Regions from separate parts of the Oryza sativa genome. Here region 1 is linked to region 2. A link is a contact called in public HiCAR-type data. All regions are on one chromosome and are shown on one strand. The core of a region is the stretch at or near the end of the contact, and the rest is flanking DNA. Distances in the headings are between cores, read along the strand shown. Region 1 holds the start of LOC4326840 (serine carboxypeptidase-like 26). Region 2 holds the start of LOC4326980 (dihydrolipoyl dehydrogenase 1, mitochondrial).

What was found. HiCAR-type assays count read pairs that join an accessible place to other places.
Region 1: a contact with region 2 is called in a HiCAR-type map of leaf, with 2.5 times the contacts expected there. The contact joins the promoter of LOC4326840 here to the promoter of LOC4326980 in region 2. A contact is called at or near these places in 2 of 15 Hi-C or Micro-C datasets (leaf and seedling) and 1 of 4 datasets of contacts at active chromatin or transcription factors (leaf).

What each region holds. Positions count from the first base shown.
Region 1 is chr1:12,959,594-12,964,240 of ASM3414082v1, forward strand. LOC4326840 (serine carboxypeptidase-like 26) reads right to left here and starts at 3,216. Exons shown (of 10, transcript XM_015766669.3): 1 at 2,789-3,216; 2 at 2,423-2,530; 3 at 2,196-2,291; 4 at 2,007-2,099; 5 at 1,315-1,403; 6 at 715-990; 7 at 480-625; 8 at 295-390. The coding sequence starts at 3,197.
Region 2 is chr1:12,699,241-12,703,654 of ASM3414082v1, forward strand. LOC4326980 (dihydrolipoyl dehydrogenase 1, mitochondrial) reads right to left here and starts at 2,618. Exons shown (of 2, transcript XM_015755531.3): 1 at 2,288-2,618; 2 at 1-730. The coding sequence starts at 2,548.

The DNA.
Region 1 (4,647 bases), core at 1,966-4,465, 260 kb after region 2:
TGTTGGTCCCAAATTTTGTGATGACTTTGATGAATTCGAAATTATACAGAATTTAGTGAGCATAAGTAAAAGCAGGTCCTGAATGTAAGTATGAGTCTACTTGAGTGGCACTTAAAAAATCACTAAACCAACTCATGACAGTCAAAGGCAGGGAAATGAAACAAACTTTTTTGAAAGCATGATGAAGAAAAAATGAGATATAAGGGCAATTGTCCCTTATAGATAATGTAGTTTGTAGCATAACATAATATCTTGATCAAATTCTTAAGGCAAACTAGTATGCAAGAACCAAACCTGTAGACCCATATTCGTAGGCCAGCCTTGATAAGCTTAGAGTAAATAGGAAGAACAGAGAAGACCGTGATGTCGTAATTGTCGAATATTGAATAACTGCAAATGTATGGAGGATGTCATTTCTTCTATCCATTTAGTATATCTGATCAATCAGAAATTCACAAGGAAGCTCATGCATATATGACCTGCAGATACTCCATTTTCTGTCCTTGATCAATCCACTCGTATTCGCATGAAGTGATTTCTGCACATCCATCTTGTTCATGTAATCTTCGATATGTGACGAATAGCACGGATCATACCCTGAGTACATCCTCGTGCCTTTAAGCCTCTTCTGAAATTTGCATTCAATTATCTTCAGTTCATTCTGTTTTCATATTTGCTACAGTACAAATACTAGTTGTTAAGCATTACAGTTACCTTAGCATTCATATCAGCTGTACTGTAGGAGGTGGAAAAGAGGGATGAGTCATCAGTGTTGCACTTAGGTGCATACACATTGAAAATATCGATCATATCGTACTGATCATATATGTATCCCATTACATGGTTACACTCATTGCTACGGGGTGATAACCTGAAGTCGCAAACATTGTTGACATGCTTATAGAGTTGATCTGAGATCACTGAGTGACTCCAAGCGAACTCAACTAGTCCCTTGTAGTCATAGTAATCATCAGTCTCTGCATTGCCAACCTGCAAAATATTGTTGGCATTTGTGATTGGATCATTGACAGTTTGTTTTGGGAGAGCATACTGAATGCATAATATGCTTAAATTGAATGGTATGAATGAGGAAATGAAAGTATTATAAGATAAAAGAATTGCTTGTCAGCGTTTCAAACTAGAACAACTCAATAAACAGAGATCCAGCAAAGCCCACAAATACACAATCATTCATAAACATGTTCGAGGAAATAGCACTCACATATAAGGTCTCAAGCTAATTTCCAATATAACATTCTTTCAGCAGAAATCTGATGCCAAAAGAAAATTTGATCAGTTTCATAAGGTACTTACAATAAATCCTTTCAAATTGATATGCTGGTTTGTTTCAACATGCTTGTTGCGCTCATACACTACATCAGCAAGCTGAGGAACATAGTGCCCTGTTGCATCAAAGTTGGTAAGTGTCTTTCCCCACAAAATAAAAAGTTGGTAACTGTCTTATTATTCAAGGTTATGTTTGCATGTTGTGAAACACATTGGATGATGTGGTTTGCAGCATATGCCCTGATACGTGTGTCCACTAGATGGCCACCAATGTTTAAATCTGAGTACTTTTGACCATATAGTTTGTTGAATAAGCCACTCTCTCCTTTGACCCTTGATAGGACTGTTTTGGGTTTAGTGACAGAAGCAAACAAAAAATGAGTATTCCAACCCTAACAAAAGATAGCTGTATTTTTCAACAGAATAACAAACATCAACTTGTTCAGGACCTAATAAAGGTGGTATAGTGGGATCCATGTATTGGTGTGGACTGAAGACTTCAGGGAATAGGATCTGGATGACTACATGTATTCTAGGCTAAACCTTTTGACTAGAGAATATTGAGGAGTGGAAAGATGGTGGATTTATTCCTGTTTTGCATGCTTACACTACTCATTAATTAACAAAAGGTGAAAATCCGGTATCTTTTTCTTTTTCTTGTGGGCTTATTCAACTTTTCTATATTTTTGTTGGAAGAAAGGGAGCTGTCTGCACAATACCTGCATAGCTCTCTCCAGAGATGTAGAAGTCATGGTTTTTGTACTGAGGAAACCTCTTGAACCAATTCACCAAGAAATTGTAGGTGTCCTCAGCTGCGCCGCTCGAAAAATACAGTTAATGAGCACAATAACACAAATTTTTCAGACTTTAAGGGAGGTAAGTTGAAGATCCTGAGACTAGATAAATACCGACAAAACGGTCATCGATGCTCTCTAGGTCAGACGAGGTATTTGTGTAGGAGAAGCCGACTCCAACAGGAGATTCCAAGAACAACAAATTGGCCTCTGAAACATGGAGAGGAACAATTGCAGATTAATTCTGTTAGTCCCACATTGACCGGTAGCAACTTTACACATGACGTGACTTCGGAGTGCAACATGATACGAGCGGTAAAAGATGAACAATAATATCGTACCGTTATTCCATGCAAACTTGTTGAATTCCAAACCTGTTCCATTTCCATTGACCATGAGAGGACCCAATTCAGAAGCTGCTCCATAGCCCACAGATGAGCAACCAGGACCTGAATATGGAAATTCAGTTGAATGGCGATACAAAACAAGAAACAGTGAAAGAAACACACATACAAAAATGACAGGGTAAATATTCTATGACTACTTAGAAAGGACGAACTAAACCATCACACATCAGGTGAATAAACATATATAGCTGCAGACAAATCAAAGTACAACTAATACTTGTTTGCTTGCTACTGATCAATATGAATGAACAATCCATCAAGCAAAGAAATGCATATGCTCAATGCACAAATGACAACAACCTCCATTAAGCCAGAGCAGGAGAGGCTTCTTGGAAGGCAGTGCCTGAGCCTCAAAGAACCAGTAGAAGAGTGCCCTGCCATTCTGGCTGTTCACAGTGATGTAGCCTGAGAACTGAGACATCTGTGGGCTCCTTGGCTGCCCAGGGAGGAAGGCAACCCTATCAGCCTCCTGCTCATCCTCTGCTGTGATTGTCTGCAGCAATGAGAGAGCAAGCAAGATGATGAAGAGTGGATGGTGGCACAGGGATTTGAGCCTTGGTGATGCACAAGAGGCCATAGGATTTTTCTCTTTTTTTTTTTTGTTCTCCTCCTCTTGTTCTGTTCTGCTCTCCTCAGTGAAAGAGAGTGCAGAACTCTCTGTGTCCACTACCAGCTCAGTGTTTGGAGGGGGGAAGAGATATTGCAGCATTTGAACATATATAGCAAGTTGTCATTTGCTGGTATGTGTGGCAATTGAGATACTTTTCTTATGTGCAAGTAAGAAAATCAGTATTGTTCCCTTCAAAAAAGAAAATCAGTATTGTGCTTGTAAAAAGTCCTTGACCGATCAGCTGATAGTGCAGTTAAAAAAATGTTTACCCCACTGTAAATTTGCACTTTCCAGTGTCCACAGAGAAGATAAGTTTATAAAAATTCTCAAAAGAAAAAGGTTTAGCACTTGCGTTGGAGAATATGGTATATATCTTTTCAATATTTTGATATTAACTCAGTTGCATGATTAAAAAAAAGACAAATACATAGCTAAAGCAGTTCGAACACTATTTAAGCATGTATTTATCATTCACGGATTCACTGAAATGCAATTAAGTTCTAACATAGCCCATTTATATTTATTGATTTTCTGAGAACAAAGAATCTTCAAGTTTGAATTTTAACAGACTTTTGCCAATATGCCACCAACTAACCTCACATGATAATAATCCTTTTTGACATTTTCCTTCGTGAGACTATAATTAAGTTCAGTCATGAGCAACATGTGTTCCATTTTGTCGGTCTCTCAAATCTTTAGTATGAATCACAAGCCAATATTAAGTATTGTCTAAAAAAGATTTGAGTGTTTCTTTTCATATTAGTCGAATTTAAGGTCATCATGTTGAAATTCCTTTGTCATCTTCATCGACTTTTTCATCCCCTCTAACTGAATCAATCCCCATTTGGTCGCCACTACTTCCGCCCCTGAATGCCACGATCCCTCGTCACCATTGCCAATGAGGCACGCCAATAGGGTTGTAGGTGGGCTAGCATGCAAAATCATTTCTACAAGCGATATAAGTGAGTTCACGGATTGGCTCACTTATTGGGATACACCCGCACCAATTCTCTAGCTTGTTCTCCACACATGTCATCTCTTCTTGGCACTCCATCCCCACTCCCTACGCTTCAATTCGTTGCCAAACTAAATTTCATTTAGAATTGTTTCCCTCTCCTATCTGAATAATACCTCCATCCCATAATAATTGCATTTCTACCATTCTATTTTTTTCCCGAAAAATTATATTTGTGATAAGATGGGACCCAACAAATGGAATGTGTACCCTCAACCTTCCTTTTAATTAAGTTTACAAATGAAATGTGTGCCTCAACCTTCCTTATATAAGTATAGGTATGGAATATGCGCATGCAGTGCAGTTATTAAATAGGATTACTGTGGTAAATTATGTTTGTTATCAATCTATCTCTATTTTTTAGAAATGCAATTATTATGGGACGGAGGTAAACTAAGGCAGAACTCTTGCCTTTTGTTAAAAAAAATCTATTCAGAAATCATAATATTTATTATAGGCTGGTTTGCCAAAAGGGAAATGTAGCACCTATTTGCTTTGAGACCAGTAGGAGCAATCTGCAAATTGGCTAGATCA
Region 2 (4,414 bases), core at 1,368-3,867:
TGCCAGCTTTGTCTGTCTCAACACCAACACTTTCCAACCCAATACCAGCAGTATATGGGACTCTTCCAGCAGAAACCAATACAATATCAGCTTCAATGACACTCTGCTCACCTCCAGCTGCAGGTTCAAGTGTTAGCTTCACACCATCTCCGGAGGTATCAACCCCAACTACCTTTGTCTTGAGCATGAACTTCATCTTCTGCTTCTCCAACATGCGCTGGAACTGCTTCCTGACTTCACCATCCATTGATGGAACTATATCTGGGGCAAATTCAACAACGGTGACCTCTGAACCAAGGCGGTTCCAGACCGAACCCATCTCCAGACCAATGTAACCTGCTCCAATAACCACCAATTTCTTTGGAATCTCTGACAAGCACAAGGCCCCAGTAGATGAGACGATTTTCTTCTCATCAATTGTGACTCCAGGGAGTGATTTTACATCAGACCCTGTAGCAATGATTATGTTTTTCCCTTTGACAACTGTGCTGCCACCATCGCTCAGATCAACAGACACCTCTGAGGGCGAAGCAAGTTTCCCAAAGCCTTTGACATACGTCACTTTGTTCTTCTTGAAGAGACCTTCAATCCCCTTAGTCAGGCCTGCCACAGCCTTGTCTTTCTGTGCCATCATAGCTGGGAGGTCTACCTCCAGATTGGAAAATTTCACTCCATGGTGTGCAAAGGAACTTTTTGCTTCATGGTACATATGAGATGAGTGCAACAGAGCCTGGAGATTAGAAGCATGGGTGTAAGTTAGAAGTGTTCCCAAAAAAGCACATCTATCGAGACAGGTCACCAATGCGAATAGTTATGTACTTATGTATCTGCAGTAAAGCATATAAAATAACTATAGTGATTAGTTTAGATCTTTGATAGAAGTGTTCATCTTATATCCAGAAAAGAAAATATTCCTCTACATGGAGAATGGTCCAAGACTCCAAGGACAGCATAACTCTTATATCGAGCTATAAGAAGCAAGATGTTTAGTCCCACATGAAGATGCTCAGCACGTATGTATAAAAATAAAACAAGCATCTACTTTCATAATGAACCAAAGAAAAGCATTGAAAGAGCCCAAACCAAATAATGGAACTATATGGAGGATGGGATAAGTTTGCTTAGTTCCTGATCACACAGAAAGTGAGAGATCAACAACTTTTAGCACAGGAACAGTATTCTGGTGCCAAAAGAACTTATCTGATAACACTATACTGCAATGTAATACAGGTGAACTTAGATCCACTTGGATTCATTGCAAACAAACAAATAATAGTTATCTAAGTGAATAGGAATTTAACCAAGTGCAAACTCTCATAGACATGGTAGAAAAGGTCAAAGGCGCAGAACTGTTAAAAGCTCAAAAGTTAGTTACGTATAGCATAATATGTGTGCAAGGGATAGTCTCACGCATAGCATAAAACAGTAAAGAAACAAGTCTCAAGAAAAAGGACAATTAAGAAACTAACTGTTAACTGGATGCAATATAACTACGGTACAAAGTATCATGATAATGACACCTCGGGGCAACCAAACTGCAGTTCAAAATAGCCCACGGCATCAAACAAAGTCCAAAATGATGCCAAGAAGAAAAGTTCAAATACAGTAAGGACTCGTGCCACCATATGAAAACGAAATATGCAGCACCTGTTGATTAGTAACGATCTGTTGAGCCATAACACATCAGTTGTGTTAATCCTATTGGTTTACACCAGTTAACCAATTTAAGATTATTTTGTTTATCAGATTAGGACGATGCTGTGCCATCAATTTAGGATTATTTTGTTTATTAGATGGATGGCAACCACCCAACCATCGAGTTGGCAGAATTTTAACAACACTCTAGGAAAGGTGTCTTCCAGGAATTTTCAAATGGACGGGTACAAGATTAAGAATCCAAAAGACTACAATTATGCAGCATATTGCACAAAAGGCATTACTCCTCTATAATTCAAATGCTTGACAGTAAATTTGAAACACCAAATTACATCAGATGTCACACATATGCAGACCATTCATGCCAAAATATTAACAAGGGAACTCAAATCTAACCACACAGCGCAAAATGCTCCTCGAAATTACGCGTATCCTCCGCACGACCAGAATTTCAATTCAACGCGCATCGCAACAACTCGCCCTACCAGCAGATACCATCAATCAACCCGAAATAATAAGGTTGGAAAACGTAGATCTAAAATCGCATCCACCTCAACCGAACCCGCAAGACAGTAGAGAGGAGATCGAAAAAGAGGGGGAGGGACGAGGGGGAGAGCATCGTCGTGGTCACCTTGGAGGGGATGCAGCCGACGTTGAGGCATGTCCCGCCGAGGGTGCCCCTCTTCTCGATGCAGGTGGTCTTGAGCCCCAGCTGCGCCGCCTTGATCGCCGCCACGTACCCTCCCGGCCCGCCGCCCACCACCACCACGTCGCTCTCCTCCCCCGCCACCGCCGCGTACGACGCCCTCAGCGCCGACACCCCCGCCGCCCCCAGCGGCCGCCGCAGCAGCGCCTCCGCCGCCCGCCTCCTCGCCAGGATTGCGAGCGCCATCTCTCTCTCTCTCCTCGCTTCGGGCTCCTTGTGGTGTTATTGGATTTATTTTTTTTTCTTCTTTTGCTCCAAGAAAGAGGAGAAGAGGAGAGAGAGGAGGAGGAGAAGGTGGAAGGGGAAGCGAAATGGGAAGCGGCTGCCGGGTGGGGCCCGAGCAGATAGGGTTTTTCCTGTCGAGAGATCCTGGCCGTACGATGCAGAAGGGAAGGGATGGGCTCGCTCGCTCACCAACCAAAAATAAAATAAAATAAGATGTTGTAGTAATTTATTCCAACTACTCCACATCTTAAAAAAAAAACCCTCCTATGATCTCTCTGATAATTGGTGACTTTTGCTTAGCTAAATCGTCATTTGAAAAGTTTGGTGGTTTCACTTTATTTTAATCAGCGAAACATTAGAACATTTTGGCCTGTTGAGGAGAAAACGTTAGCGCTTTTGTTATGATTTTTTACTTAAAAATGCAGATAAATTATTGGTGTGTGATTGTTAATGTTCAATCTCTCTCTCTCTCTCTTCTTTCCATGTAAACCAAATTTCTAGATTTACATTATTGGGATCCTGCACTTTTCTTATGTGGAACCTTGCAAATGTAAAGTGCATAGACTATTTGTGCAGTTGAGAGAGAGAGAGGAGAGTGAAGTTGCTGGTTCACAGTTCATACCTAATCCAGTAGAGGATATGATGTTGGTCCATGTAGAACCACTGAGACCCTGGAGAGAGGCTGCCCTCACAAATCAATTTGTGATCTCTACTCTCACAACCATCCAAGACAACAATTGCTTTCTCATTCTGTCACATTCCATCAGCCATTTTTCTTGGGCTTCGGTTCATAACTTTGCTATGCTGAAGATCCAACAAACCCAATTTCAATTTAAGTTTACATTAGTCCACAAAATAAGACCAACACATAATAACATAACCCCTCATCTGTGATGGGCCATGACTCACATATGTAACACGTATATGTATTTACCCTGTCAGCGATAAAAAAAACTCATATATTACTGACTCATATGTGCAGATAATATTCACCCTGTCAGCGATAAAAAAAACTCATATGTTACTGACTCATATGTGCAGATAATATTTACCCTGTCAGCGATAAAAAAAAACTCATATGTTACTGACTCATATGTGCAGATACATCAACTGGATGCATGGCAAGACTGCCAAGCGCTGCCGGTCCGCTAAATGAGCATATCGATGAATCAGGAATAGCATTCCCAGTGAATGAAAGAGTATACAAAGGATCGAATGCTGAGATAAAATAGCTTTAGTAGAAGATTAAGAGCTTAATTGCTATATGCATTGTTGTTGGTATTCCAACAACTTTATGTTTCGTTATTCAGAGATGGCCAGGTGAGCCTCTTTGATTAGTCGTTGCCATGAGATGAGATAGTAAAACGTTTATGTTGACAAATATACAATTTAGACAAAAAGTCAACTATAATCATATAACTGAGAACATATTTCAATTTATCAGGAAAAAATATATTTCAGATAGGGGTGTAAGTGGCTAACCTGCAAAACCCACTTATAGATCACAATAAGCCCCCTTAATTTCAGATATGGGTATTTGCTTGTAACTAATCAAATTAATTGATATTCAGGAGAGAGAGAATTAGAGAGAATACATGAAATCAATTGGAAGAGGGAGAATACAGGAGAGAGTGGTGGCTGTGGTGGGATGCTGCTGTGTTCAGCATACTTCCCCCGTTCTATAAAAAATAAATCTAGTAGTAGTAGGTGGGAAGATCATGTGGTTGTACTACATTGACATCCAGGAGTTGTGGATCGTGTACGAAGATCCGAGGGAACGTATCAGTTCGATTGGAGTAGTACCATTTTTGTCGTGCAATCCTAGCT